Linked DNA regions of Sus scrofa: all the other regions are linked to region 1. Evidence: chromatin contacts called from public HiChIP or PLAC-seq data. All regions are on one chromosome and are shown on one strand. The core of a region is the stretch at or near the end of the contact, and the rest is flanking DNA. Distances in the headings are between cores, read along the strand shown. Region 1 overlaps LOC106507269 (a long non-coding RNA gene). Region 2 overlaps ETV6 (transcription factor ETV6). Region 3 overlaps ETV6 (transcription factor ETV6).

The links. HiChIP or PLAC-seq counts read pairs in DNA pulled down with a chosen protein or histone mark.
Region 2: a contact with region 1 is called in an H3K27ac HiChIP or PLAC-seq map of alveolar macrophages. The contact joins two enhancer-like sites. A contact is called at or near these places in 4 of 47 Hi-C or Micro-C datasets (embryonic fibroblasts, epiblast stem cells, fetal liver and 1 more) and 1 of 2 datasets of contacts at active chromatin or transcription factors (alveolar macrophages).
Region 3: an H3K27ac HiChIP or PLAC-seq map of alveolar macrophages shows a contact between it and region 1. The contact joins two enhancer-like sites. A contact is called at or near these places in 3 of 47 Hi-C or Micro-C datasets (epiblast stem cells, fetal liver and skeletal muscle) and 1 of 2 datasets of contacts at active chromatin or transcription factors (alveolar macrophages).

Annotation. Positions count from the first base shown.
Region 1 is chr5:60,837,663-60,841,790 of Sscrofa11.1, forward strand. LOC106507269 (a long non-coding RNA gene) reads right to left here. Exons shown (of 5, transcript XR_002344104.1): 2 at 1,450-1,589. Among named protein-coding and RNA genes, the nearest start is that of ETV6, 63 kb to the left of the region's middle. Within about 2 kb of position 1,714, at least 2 of the 83 cell types and tissues checked have an H3K27ac peak or open chromatin away from gene starts, as enhancers often do. A contact at or near this core is called in alveolar macrophages, where this site is marked.
Region 2 is chr5:60,651,510-60,655,637 of Sscrofa11.1, forward strand. The region is part of intron 2 of ETV6 (transcription factor ETV6); the gene reads right to left. Among named protein-coding and RNA genes, the nearest start is that of ETV6, 120 kb to the right of the region's middle. Within about 2 kb of position 1,667, at least 43 of the 83 cell types and tissues checked have an H3K27ac peak or open chromatin away from gene starts, as enhancers often do. A contact at or near this core is called in alveolar macrophages, where this site is marked.
Region 3 is chr5:60,674,713-60,678,840 of Sscrofa11.1, forward strand. All of the region lies in intron 1 of ETV6 (transcription factor ETV6), which reads right to left. Among named protein-coding and RNA genes, the nearest start is that of ETV6, 100 kb to the right of the region's middle. Within about 2 kb of position 1,984, at least 4 of the 83 cell types and tissues checked have an H3K27ac peak or open chromatin away from gene starts, as enhancers often do. A contact at or near this core is called in alveolar macrophages, where this site is marked.

The sequences.
Region 1 (4,128 bases), core at 464-2,963:
TGGCTGTGGCGTCGGCTGGCAGCTACAGCTCCGATTGGACCCCTAGCCTGGGAACCTCCATATGCCTCGGGTGCAGCCCTAAAAAGACAAAAAGACCAAAACAAAACAAAACAAGACAAAACAAAAAAAAAACCCCTGTAGATTTGGGAGTCATCAGCATTGAGGTCATGATGAAACTAAATGGATAAGATTGCTCAGAGAAGATGAATTCAGAGAGGAGGTTGGGAGGCAGAATCTAGGAAATTTCCATCATTTGAATGGAGGCCTAAAAGGATAAGACAAAGTAGACTGAGAAGGAATTATTGTGACCAAATAACAATATCTAAGAGGAGGAAATGGGTAAGAAAATGTCTAAAACTCACTGAGAGTGTTGCAGGTTCCTTTTTATCTTCTTTATCAAATCAGCAAGTCTCTCTGGAGTATGTATCAGGATTGCACCACTTTGACAGGGCACCAAGGGAGACAGAAAAGAAGGAGAAAACAGACCTTTTCCTGGAGCAAAGAAACTTGCAAACTCCCAAGAATAGGGTAAGGCGATGGCAGGTCACTTAAGCATGCACTCAGGTAAGGACCAGAACAGCTTTGGCTGGCTGGCACATGGCTAATATTTGGCCCATCTGCCGCCTTTGGCATATATGCCAGATGTTGCAGTAAGACAACTACGGGAAGAACAGAACTAGGGGAAGCATTTGCTTGTTAGTTGGTTGTAATAGAAAATTACATATGGGACATAATGCCTAATGACTAAATAGGTGATATCAAAGGGTAATTACCTTCCTGTCTCAAAGAGGCTAGGCTTGAAAACATCATATAATATGTTCACAATGCTATAAATCAGCTATAATTCAATAAAATGTTAAAAAATCATTTAATAATTGTCATTATCTTATTTCTTTAATATTTATTTAGTTAGTTATTTTTGCTTTTTAGGGCCACACCTGTGGCATATGTAGGTTCCTAGGCTAGGGATCTAATTGGAGCTATAGCTGCCAGCCTACCCCACAGCCACAACTACGCCAGACCCAAGCCTCCTCTGCCACCTACACCACAGTTCACGGCAACGCTGGATCCTTAACCCACTGAGCGAGGTCAGAGATCAAACCCGAAACCTCATGGTTCCTAGTTGGATTCATTTCCCCTGTGCCACGACACGGAATGCCAATTATTTTAAAGAAAGCAATCCCTTTAGTTTGGGCAATGGCTTTTATTTACATTTTCTTTTTTCCAATTAAATTTCTTTAGCAAGTGATAATAGATTGGTAAGCGGTGTCATTACGTAGCAGGAGAATCACTCCACAAGATGGTAGGAAACTGAGAGACCACCACTGTCCTCCCACCTCTATTCCATCACACCTACAAAGCTGTATGCTCCAGCCTTACAACCTTAAATAAAATCACTTAATCTCTGTGATTCAGTTGCCTCATCTAATAAAACAAAAATGACCATACCTCATTGGTCCCAAGGGCAGGGACTATATGGGTGATTTCTTGAGTTTCCTTCTGCTGTGATTATGATCAGTCATGTGACACGTGTGCAAGGAATCCTTTTTAGCAGGATTGGTTCCTGCCTCCAAAGAGCCTACCGTCTGCTGGGGAAACAGGAAACACACAATTACAATTTAACACAAAATGTCTGTAGTGGAGGCAGATGAGATACACAGGACAGAGAAGGACTAGATTCACACATCAGTCCAGGGAAGTGAGGGGACTTCCTTAGGGGAAGTAACACTTGAGCTGAGCCTGAACGGAGTTCCCACACCATCAAGAGAACAGGGGTTCCAACTGGAAGAACAGCACATTTTAAAGAGGAGACTTGTCTGGAGGAAGAACCAAAAGTAAGTTCACATGAGTGGGAGACAGCGAACAAAGCACGAAGTTGCGAAAATGTGGGGCTGGCAGATAGTTAGAAATTACTCAAGATAACCATTGAGCACTCACTGGTGGAAGGGCAGTAGCCTAGATGCTGGCTGATTAGGAATTCTGAATTTCTGGAGAAGCATTTGAGAAGACTTCAAACCAGAGTTAGGAAGAACAAAAATAAAGCTAGTGAGAGAATCCAGGGAAGACACAGGAAAAATCTATGAGAGACCATGGCTGTGGGAGAAGAGAACTATTTAGGAGACAGAATCAACCCTTAGTTTATGGGATGAGGGTTAAGGAGCAGGGAAGAATAAAGAATCACTTTCCCACTTCCTGCCTTTAGGAAATTGGGTGGCTGATGGTGGCATTCACTGAGGTAGGAGTTGGTGGAGAAAGGGTTGGCCCTCATCTTTGCCCCTGCTTTTGTTTTATGGAGCAATCACCGTCCCGATATATTTCTGAAGATACTGAAGTACTTGCGTTTGTTTTCCTTTCAAATTCCCTTGCCTTCTGTAGAGTTTGGAGTCTGTGAGGAGACTGGGTTTCTTTCAGGCAGATGCATTAAGCCTGTCCTTGGCTGTGGTCTCCGTCTCAGGTGTCCTAGGCTGCAATGTTCTTCCTGAGCATACTTCCCTCTCCATCTACCTCCTGCTTCCAGAACTTTGTTGAAATCTTCACTCTTCTACTTCTCTCCCATGCTCTTGTTGGGTGGGGTTGGGAGGGTCATGCTTTCTTATTTCTTTCCTATAATTTTATTTATTTATTTAGTCTTTTTGTCTTTTTAGGGCCGCACCCGCGGCATATAGAGGTTCCCAGGCTAGGGGTCCAATCGGAGCTGTAGCCACCGGCCTACGCCACAGCCACAGCGACACCTGCAACCTACACCACAGCAATGCCGAATCTTTAACCCACTGAGTGAGACTAGGGATCAAACCTGCGTCCTCATGGATGCTAGTCAGGTTCCTTAACCGCTGAACCACGACGGGAACGCCATTATTTCTTTACTTTGATTTGAATGATTTTTCTGAAAAAGGATAAATGGATACACTCAATCTACCATCTTCAACCAGAAGCTCCTGAATTTGAGCTCCGATATGATGTATTTAAGGTAGCTATGGTGCGTCTAGATAGAGATTTAGAGTATGTATGTGTGAATTAGCTGTATGTCTGAACCTGGTGTTCAAGAGACAAACCGAAATTAAAGGTAAAGATCTGGATTCCTGGTATAGAAGTAATGGGTGGGGATGAGACTGCCTAGGGAGAGCTTGCAGGATGGGAAGAGAATAGGAGTCTGACCCTGGGGACCATCACTATTTAAGATAATTGTCTTGGAGTTCCCGTCGTGGCGCAGTGGTTAACGAATCCGACTAGGAACCATGAGGTTGCGGGTTCGATCCCTGCGCTTGCTCAGTGGGTTAACGATCCGGCGTTGCCGTGAGCTGTGGTGTAGGTTGCAGACACGGCTTGGATCCCGCGTTGCTGTGGCTCTGGTGTAGGCCGGTGGCTACAGCTCCGATTGGACCCCTAGCCTGGGAACCTCCATATGCCGCTGGAGCGGCCCAAGAAATAGCAACAACAAAAGAGAAAAAAAAAAAATGTCTAAGATTATTGTCTTTAGGGTACAGTATTATTCCTCTAGAGTTAGGGAGACTAATGCTATCTTAGAACTCACCCCCTACGGATAGAAAGGACTTAAATGGGCTCTTTGAGCTCAGGGAAGATGCGTTTAATATATAATAAAGGTATGAAAGCAACAGCCAGATAATTAGGTGTAACAAAGTTGAACAGGGTGAGGATAGGAGTTCCTACGATGAGAGAGATAAGCAAGAGTGTCATCATTTCCAGATGATGTTATCTGACGTTTTTGGTGCTGGGCCCACTCTTTCGAGTCTGTTGAATGATGGCTCCCATGATCTGTGCTACTATTTTTTTCTTCTGCTGAGAACATGGCCCTGATTCAAGTACCTTTGCTCAGGGAGATATGTCCTGATAGTCTCCACACATGCAGTAAATATTTATTGAGGCCTTAGTATAGGCCAGACGCTGCGTGAGGTGCCGGGGTATGAAAATAAACAACATAACACTCAGATAAATGCATAAACTGTCCCTCATGCTCCAACTCACTGTTGCTGTCACTATTTTATTAGCAAAGATCTTGTCATTAGTGTTCTTTTTTTCTTTGCTTTTTAGGGCTGCACCCGTGGCATATGGAGGTTCCTAGACCAGGGGTCGAATCAGAGCTACAGCTGCAGGCCTAGGCCAGAGCCA
Region 2 (4,128 bases), core at 417-2,916, 190 kb before region 1:
AATAAAATAACCATTTGGAAACATGCCGAATATCCCTTGGAGCAGCTGGGAGAAGGTAAACCAAAATTCTGAGAGAAGTTCGCTTGAAGAAACTGCCGCGACCCTCGTCATTTTCAAGTCAGCATTCACTGAGAAACACCCCAAAACAAACTGCCACTGCTGACATATCTGGCAAGCACCATTCTTTTCCTGTTCATATCAGACACACTAATTAAAAATATCTAGCTTTTTGATGCAAGCTTCTTCATCAGACAAGCTGTCATACAGGGACTATTTCCTCCTTACTCTTCTGAATCAATCCTATGAGCAGCAGAAAAGGCTCTTAAAATTGATTAAACAATGTCAGAGTTGAACAGAACTTATTAAAGTCATAGAGTTTGACTTCCCCCAATTTTACAGATGAATAACTGAGGCTCATAAAGGTTAAAGAGCTCACTCCCAGCCACAGAGCTATTGAGTAACAGCCGGGCTTGAACCCTGGCCTCCTGACCCTAAGTCCGAGATTCTTTCTGCTACACCATGTGGCCTCTCTAAACCTCACACTTCATTTATTGCCCTCGCCCCAGAGCCCAAGCACACTGCACACAGAGAAAACCTCCAATAAACATCTGCCAAACTGATCTCCGAATCCTACACTCCTGCTGTTTCAATCGAATACTGTATTTCAATCCCAATAGTGACTAAATAGCAAGAGCTATTTGGCCAAGGCTTTAGAGGCGCATACAAAGTGCTTTGGAAGTCATAATCGAGTTTCCTCACCATACTGTGGAAAAGGCGCTGCTGTGCCCATTTTAGAGATGAGGAAACTGAGGCTGAGAGGTGAAGCCACTCGTCCCTGGTGACGATGCCAGTGGTACATAGTTAGAGCTGGCCCTTGGACATCCGATCCCCAAACCTGTGCCTTTTCTCCTCCCTTAGCTCAAGCCTAATTGATATTGACCCCAAATGATAACTGCCATCATTGCTTCTCCTGGTCTGTTCCATAAAAAGAGAAGTTTAATTCATCAGGCGTCTTCAAGTCCATTTAAAAAATGCGAGCTGTCTAAACTGCATAAAATGATACGTTCAGGTATAAGAACATCGTCGGTCCAACACAGAGCCTTCTTTTCTTCAACAAACCAGGCTTTGGACTCAGCTCCCCAGACCAGAAGAGCACTCATATTTACTGCCTGCATGATCTTAAAGGCCAGCCTGAGGAAATGGCTGCTTTTTCTTTTTTTCTTTTTTTTTTTTTTAAGCCCATTGCCGAAGACATCTTCAATCATTGCTTTGTGTCCACCGGGGAAGGAAAGAGGTCCTTTCTGTGGGGCTTGGCAGCATGGGGCTCGTAACAGAACCTTCTCGGGCCTCCGTGGGGGTCAGGACTGGGCCAAGCCAGAAAGAAAGGCAGCAAGAGAGAGAGAGATGCGCCCGGCCTCCCTGCTGGTGGCTCCAGGGCTGTGAAGACAGAGACGGTGGCAGCTAATGGCGGGGGTGGGAGGACGGGAGATGAAGCAGGCTGCGAGGGAAGGTGTGGGGGACGGATCTAATCCCGCATACAGAAACCTGTCAGGATGGGATTTATTTTTGTTCTGTGAGGGAGTAGAATAGGGCTTTGCCTGCACGCTCAATAGCTGTTTTGAAGTGAACCCGGCTGGTATGTCTTTAATTTGTCATTTCATTATGAAACTGTTTCCCTTCCAAGAAGCCTTCAAGTCAGGAAGCTCTGTCTGCCCACACAGGAAATTCCTTTGCTTCAACTTCCCCAAAAAGGAAATTTCCCTCAGAAGTGAGCCCAGCATATGCCTTTGAGCAGAGCTGTTTCAAGAAACTTTGGCAGCTGAGTCCTGAAAACACCCCTGGCCTGCTGGCTGCTGCTGGGAGGCTGGGATAAACAGTGCGGTTCTCACTCTGGGGGTGGGGACCCCACCGACACGGACCCTGGCCTGCCTCTGCCTCCCTCTTCCTTGTGCTCCTGAGCCCATGTGCCCCCCTGCCCACCTTGGGTCACACCAAGGGCTTGAACGCTCCGAGAGGCTTTCATCAAGAAAGGGGCATCTCCAAAAACTTGCCTGCCACACACACCAGCCCTGCAAGCTCCCATTCTTGTCCTCAATCCCCCCCTCCCTACATTTGAGATTTCTGGTAGAAAGATTGCAGTATTCCAAACAAAGAGCGTGCACAAAAAATAAAACAGCCAATTATAGTTCCGAAAGCATGTATATTGCCAAATTACCTTCTATCAGGGGTGGTGGATTTTTTTTCCCCACAAACTTTCCCGGTGAGGATTTTAAGTAAAACGTGCAGGGGGAGAAAAATATCCCAAACCACAGCCTTATAAAAATTAATCTCTCAGACATACTGTGAATGACTAAGTGGGTGAGAGCCCAGAGCAGCTGTGCTGAAGTGAATAATAATATATAATATTTTATGAAGCTTCCTAGTACAGAGGCATTAGCAGAAAACTGCCAGACTCTCAGTTAAGTTCTTAATTTTCCATTTCAAATCACTTCATTAAAAAAAAGAAAAAACAAACAAAAAAAAAAAGTTGAGAAAAAGAAATCTAAAGCACAAAAAGAGGGATGGTGCCGAACTTCAAACTGGATCGTAGGCAGTGGGACAAAGAGGCCGAGAGACAGAGGAGGAACGAAGGCAGCTCTGGATTTTCACCCTGGACTTAAGACGGAACTTGAATGGCAGAGCGATGGGGTCTGATCTTATTACACGATCCATGTGCCAAGACTCGGTAAGGGATACTGTTTACCAGGAAACAGAGTGATATTTAAGGGATAGCAAGAATCCTATAGCCCACTGAAATCTGAATATATTCACCCTGAGGTTTGGGGTTGTGGTGGATGGTTTCTATAGAGTGGATTTACGATCTTCTTTTAGGGAGTTATTCTGTTTTTCTAAAATTTATGAGGTTTTAACCACAGTTGGATCGCAGAGGGGGATCCAACACAATCTTTCGCGTTCTTCAAGAGAACGGGCTGGGGAATAGGTCTTTGGCTCAGCCTGGGAGGAAAGGTGTGGACTGGAGCGTCTGAGGGCCCTGCCCGGCCACCTACCCGCTCTGTGACGTGGGCCAAGTTCCTGAACCTCTTTAAACCTGACCTTTCATCAGGAAAGTGAGGATAATAAAACTCAGTTCATAGGTCTGTCGTAAGGACTAAATGATAGCACACATGTGAGAAGTGCCTCCCATAAGCACTCAATAAATGGAAGTTATGGCTCCATACGGAGAATGCCGAAGAATCTTTCTCTCCAATCAACACGCCCACTCCTCGCAGAAAGCCACCCATCCCTGCCAGCTCCCACCATTTCCACACAAGCCAGGATTTGCTGGATCACTTCCACTTGATTAACAGGTCCCGGGGGCTGAGCTTCCGTGCTTGCCCGCTTATATCGCTCACAAACGTCCTACCCTAATAAATCTATTTCTTACAAAAAAAAAAAAAAAAAAAAAAACCACCCAACACAGGTCCTTATACACGTGCAATCACACACTGAGTCATCCCTGAGGTAGACATTTTTGGTAAGAACAGCCGAAAGACTCAAGGATGCAGATGTCCACTCCCAGATTCGGCACTCTTCTCAAGAAAATGCGGATGGCTTACACATTCTCAAGCTGACAGCGAGCTAGAGACGTCCAACTTTGTTTGGCCAACACCGATTCTGGCAACATCTGGAGACCAACAGCCAGGCACAGCAAGTATCAGATTATTCGTCTTGGTCTCCCAGGTCCAAGCTCACAATGTTTTGTCTACATCAAGGGGTCTGGATTTTCCATCCAGTCTTATGTCTGTCTCCTCTCCATGGAAAAGGCCAGCCCCAAGCAAAATCGCGGAGTTTATTTCCAAGTCAGATCCCTCCCTTGACCTTCCATGCTGGCCATGGATCTGCCATTTCAAAAGATGCTAGAGATTTGATAAACCAATTTTCATTAAGATATCAGGGACTCAAGGTATTAATGATCTCTATCCAAGGTATTATCTGCTAGCATAACTATTTTTTAATTCCTTTAAAAAGTAGAGAAGATCCCATTGAGGCTCAGCAGTAATGAACCTGACTAGTATCCACGAGGATGCAGGTTCAAGCCCTGGCCTTGCTGAGTGGGTTAAGGATCTGGCATTGCCAAGAGCTGTGGTG
Region 3 (4,128 bases), core at 734-3,233, 160 kb before region 1:
ATACCAGACCCTAAACCCACTGTGCCACAGTGGGAACTCCTGAACAAGACTGAATTTTGAGCTGCAGTGTTTTAGGTGTCATGGATGCAACCAGCATACACAAGGACCTGCACTAACATACTCGTGCATGCCAATTTCTTTCACTTGAAAGACTACACGGAATATTTTATTCATCAAGTTTAGTGAGATCATCTTATCCTGAGAAAAGATACAAACGTCACTCTTCTTTGCTAAACTGTACACACAGCCACAGTCCATGATATCACCGGCATCTTTCCAGAAAGAAACAGTATACTTTAGGATCTGGGTTGAGAATATAGCTTAGGATCTGAGGAATTCAACTAAGAATTCTGAAGTAGAAAACCAGGTCTGGCAAATCATAGCAGTGAGGCTGTGACACTATCTTTCCATCTTAGAGGCTCCAAAAGACATCTAAACCAGTGGCCTGAGTCAATTTTCCTTAAGGTCCAGCTCCACTCCTGAGAGAAATATCCCTGTGGATGCTAAGTCATTAGATTTTTACACCCCGACTGGTCTTTGGGTTTTAACATGCTTGCAGTCATCTCAGAGGGTTAAAAAAAGGGGGTGGGGTGGGGGGAGTACCAGTGAAAACTAGGATGGGTGGGACTTACACTCCTGGTCCCCAGAACATCCTCCCTTGGTCACCCAGACACCCATTAAGCGGGGGGGGGAGAGCAGGGGAGGGTGCACCTCACAAACCACACTCACACTCTGTGTGAATCTTCCTGGGAGCCTGGCTTTACCTGTCCAAGGAGTGCTCTTGCTTTGGACACTGAAAAAGATGGGTTTGGTACCTAAACTATGTAAATTCCTACATACTTCGAACTGAAACAGTCCTTTCCTCCCCTTCCTGACCTACGATATGCTAAAATCTGAAGACAATGTATTGCATCTGTCAAACAGATACAGCAAAGCCACAGCACCTTAAGTCTTCCTTTTGCCCAGAACTAAGTTATTTATTTTTTATTTTTTATTTTTTTTGCTATTCTTGGGCCGCTCCTGCGGCATATGGAGGTTCCCAGGCTAGTGGTTGAATCGGAGCTGTAGCCACCTGCCTACGCCAGAGCCACAGCAACGCGGAATCCGAGCCGCGTCTGCAACCTACACCACAGCTCATGGCAACGCTGGATCCTTAACCCACTGAGCAAGGCAGGGACCGAACCCACAACCTCATGGTTCCTAGTTGGATTCATTAACCACTGCGCCACGATGGGAACTCCAGAACTAAGTTATTGATGCACAATTGGATAAAGAAAAAGAAGCATGAGCAAGAGGTCCTGCAATCAGCATCACTGTAAAAGATTACTAAGTTTTTTTTTTTTTTTTCCCCATGACTGTTCTGAAACATTTCAGCATTCATCAAGCGTCCCCTAGGAGCCAAGGCCTTTCCTAAGCATTATGAATTTCACCACTCTAAGTCCTAGAATTTCCAAGATGGCTCTAATATTAAAACTGCTGTATCATTTTACCCATAAGTAGACATGGATACTCATCCATCAATACTTACACCCCTTGAACCTATGTCCCAATCTTGGCTGGAAAACACAGTCTTTGCAACAACCGGGGAGAATAACTAGCATTAAGGCAGCACTTGGAATGTGCTTCCCCCAAAGCCTGTGTTTTCTTTCGGACTCACAGTAACCCTGCAAGGAAGGCATCATGCCCACCCCCCCTTCCCCATGAGGAAACTGATCTGAAGATTGCAGGGCTTGAGCAATCTATTGAAGTCACCAGCTCAGGAGCTGGCGTGGCGGGTAAGAAAGTTAAGGGGGGCCAGCCTGTCTGCAAGGGCTTCACCACTTCAGGGGAATCCCATGAGGTAAATCCAAGCTGAAGACAACAGGTGTGGCTTTGGACTATTTATTTCCTTGCTTTGGGCTGTGACCCCTCACAGAATTCCAGCAGGGGTCCCGAAGGTCACTCCACAGAGGGCCCCCAGCCAGGGTGCCGACTTTTTGTAAGCATGTTCCTTCTCCTACTGGAAGCCCAGATGGAAGGAGGAAGTGCATTCAGCTGAAAGAAGGGGACTAAATGCAGCGGACGAAGGACGTTCTCCGGCGCGACCCCTGAGCTCTAGACTCTATCCCAGGACCCCTATTACCGCAGGACGCAATCAGAGAGGCCTCCAGGGCATCTACAGCGATATCATGCCCATGAGCAGTTCACTCTGGACAGAAACCTCATCTCAGGGAATTTTTGAGGAAGCCCATCTTTGTCACTAACAATTTCTTCGACAACCACAAAAACCATGTGCCTTACTCCGCGCCTTTCCATTTATCCGAGAGCAGCAAAATCTAAATGTACAGGCGAGACACACAGGAGCAGTGAGGAGGAAAGGCCCCGTCATTTATTCGGGGCCTGTTAGGGGGCAGATCTCTGGACTGAGAAGGAGAAATCACAGGGGCCACTGTCCAACAAGGCTTGTCCAGCGGTCTGATGATGCACCCTCCCTTTCAAAGAAGAAGGGATGATGGAGGCACTGAGGGTGTAACTGTGGGATCCTCGAAGATGTCTTCAAATACGGAAGGGCCAGTGTCAGAAGGGTTAAGGCTTCCCCGAGCATCTCAGAGGGCAGGGCCGGCCACAGACACCTGTGCGCTAGAAATGTGCCTCTGATTTACTGTTTTCCCCCTAAAGCTGATTTAAGCTGAGGTCGAAAGGTGACTCTGAAAGGGGGTCCTGTGGTGGGAAGGAACGTATATAAAACCTGAAGGTGCCTTTCCGAGATGCTGCTTCTATTCAATCTTGTATCTCCCAGCAAGTCAGAGCGTTTTAATTACAGTGTGGGCAGAACAGATCCAAACAAAACAGGATCACCACAATCCCCTTCCCTATCCGTTGGTCCCCTGAGGCCCCTTCACATGATCTGAGGGTTCTCCCCAAAATAATCTGAAAAAGCACTAGCATCGACAACTCGCAACAACCCTTTTGAAGACAGGCGCCAAAGCAAAAACCTCAAATAGATTTCTTTATTGTTCTCATGTACAGACATTTTAATTAAGATCTTTTCCAGCCAGAGATAGCTAAGAATTTCTCTTTTTTTTTTTCTTTTCTTCTGAATTTCTTAAATATTTTTGACATGAATAGTAAGCAGAATCTCAAGCTGTGATTCCTTTGCATGCCAGGTTGTGGTTTCCAGGGAGGTCTAGGCTGGAAGGATGCTCAGCTCATTTGGCTGGAAGCCAGTGCTGATGCAGGCAAGGTCATGGGCTTTAGACCTGGCTGGGAAAATGAAACGCACGCCACTCCACAGCCCAGGTTACACCCCAATCCCTGACATGATGTAGATGACTGCTCTCGCCCAAGGTGGAGATTGGGGACCAATACCAAGACTGGATTAGATCAGCAACAAACAGCGCCACTCCTGGAAACCCCAGGAAAGCACATGTCCTACTGATTGTGGGTCACTTCAGAATAAGAAAGTTCCCCTTGTGACTCAGTGGATTAAGAACCGGACTAGTATCCATGAGAATGCAGGTTCAACCCCTGGCTTGGCCCAGTGGGTTAAGGATCTGGCATTATCCTGAGCTGTGATGCAGGTCACAGACATGGCTCAGATCCTGCGTTATGGTGGCTGTGACACAGGCCGACAGCGGCAGCTCCAATTCGACCCCTAGCCTGGAAACTTCCATGCCATAGGAGTGGCCTTAAAAAAAGAGGGGGTTAAAAAAAAAGGGGGGGGTGACTTTATACAGAGGCAGCTGGTATCACCTCTAGGAAAAATACAGTGTTGCTGTGGGGTTTATCTACAGGTACTCGCAAAGCTTTTGTTCAACCCTTTGCAAAAGGGTCACTGAATTCTTTCTTCCTCATTCTAACAGCAGAAGAAGCAGGTACTCAGAAGAACAGCAGCTTATATCCCAGGCACAACAAAGTGTGGCCAAGTTCGGCTCTTGATTAGCTGCTTTCTCCTCCATTAATGCCATTCCCTTTAATGATGTGGCTATTACAATTAGCCAGTCTGCAGTGTCCCTGCCTGGGGCTAATGAGTAATGAACTGCAAGAGTTACCAGTTAGTTGTATCAAGGGCACCATTAAAGGGCTCGTCTCAATTTCTCCCCGCAAAGGAGTGATGTCTCCCAGGCATGTCCCACCTGCCATGGCTCC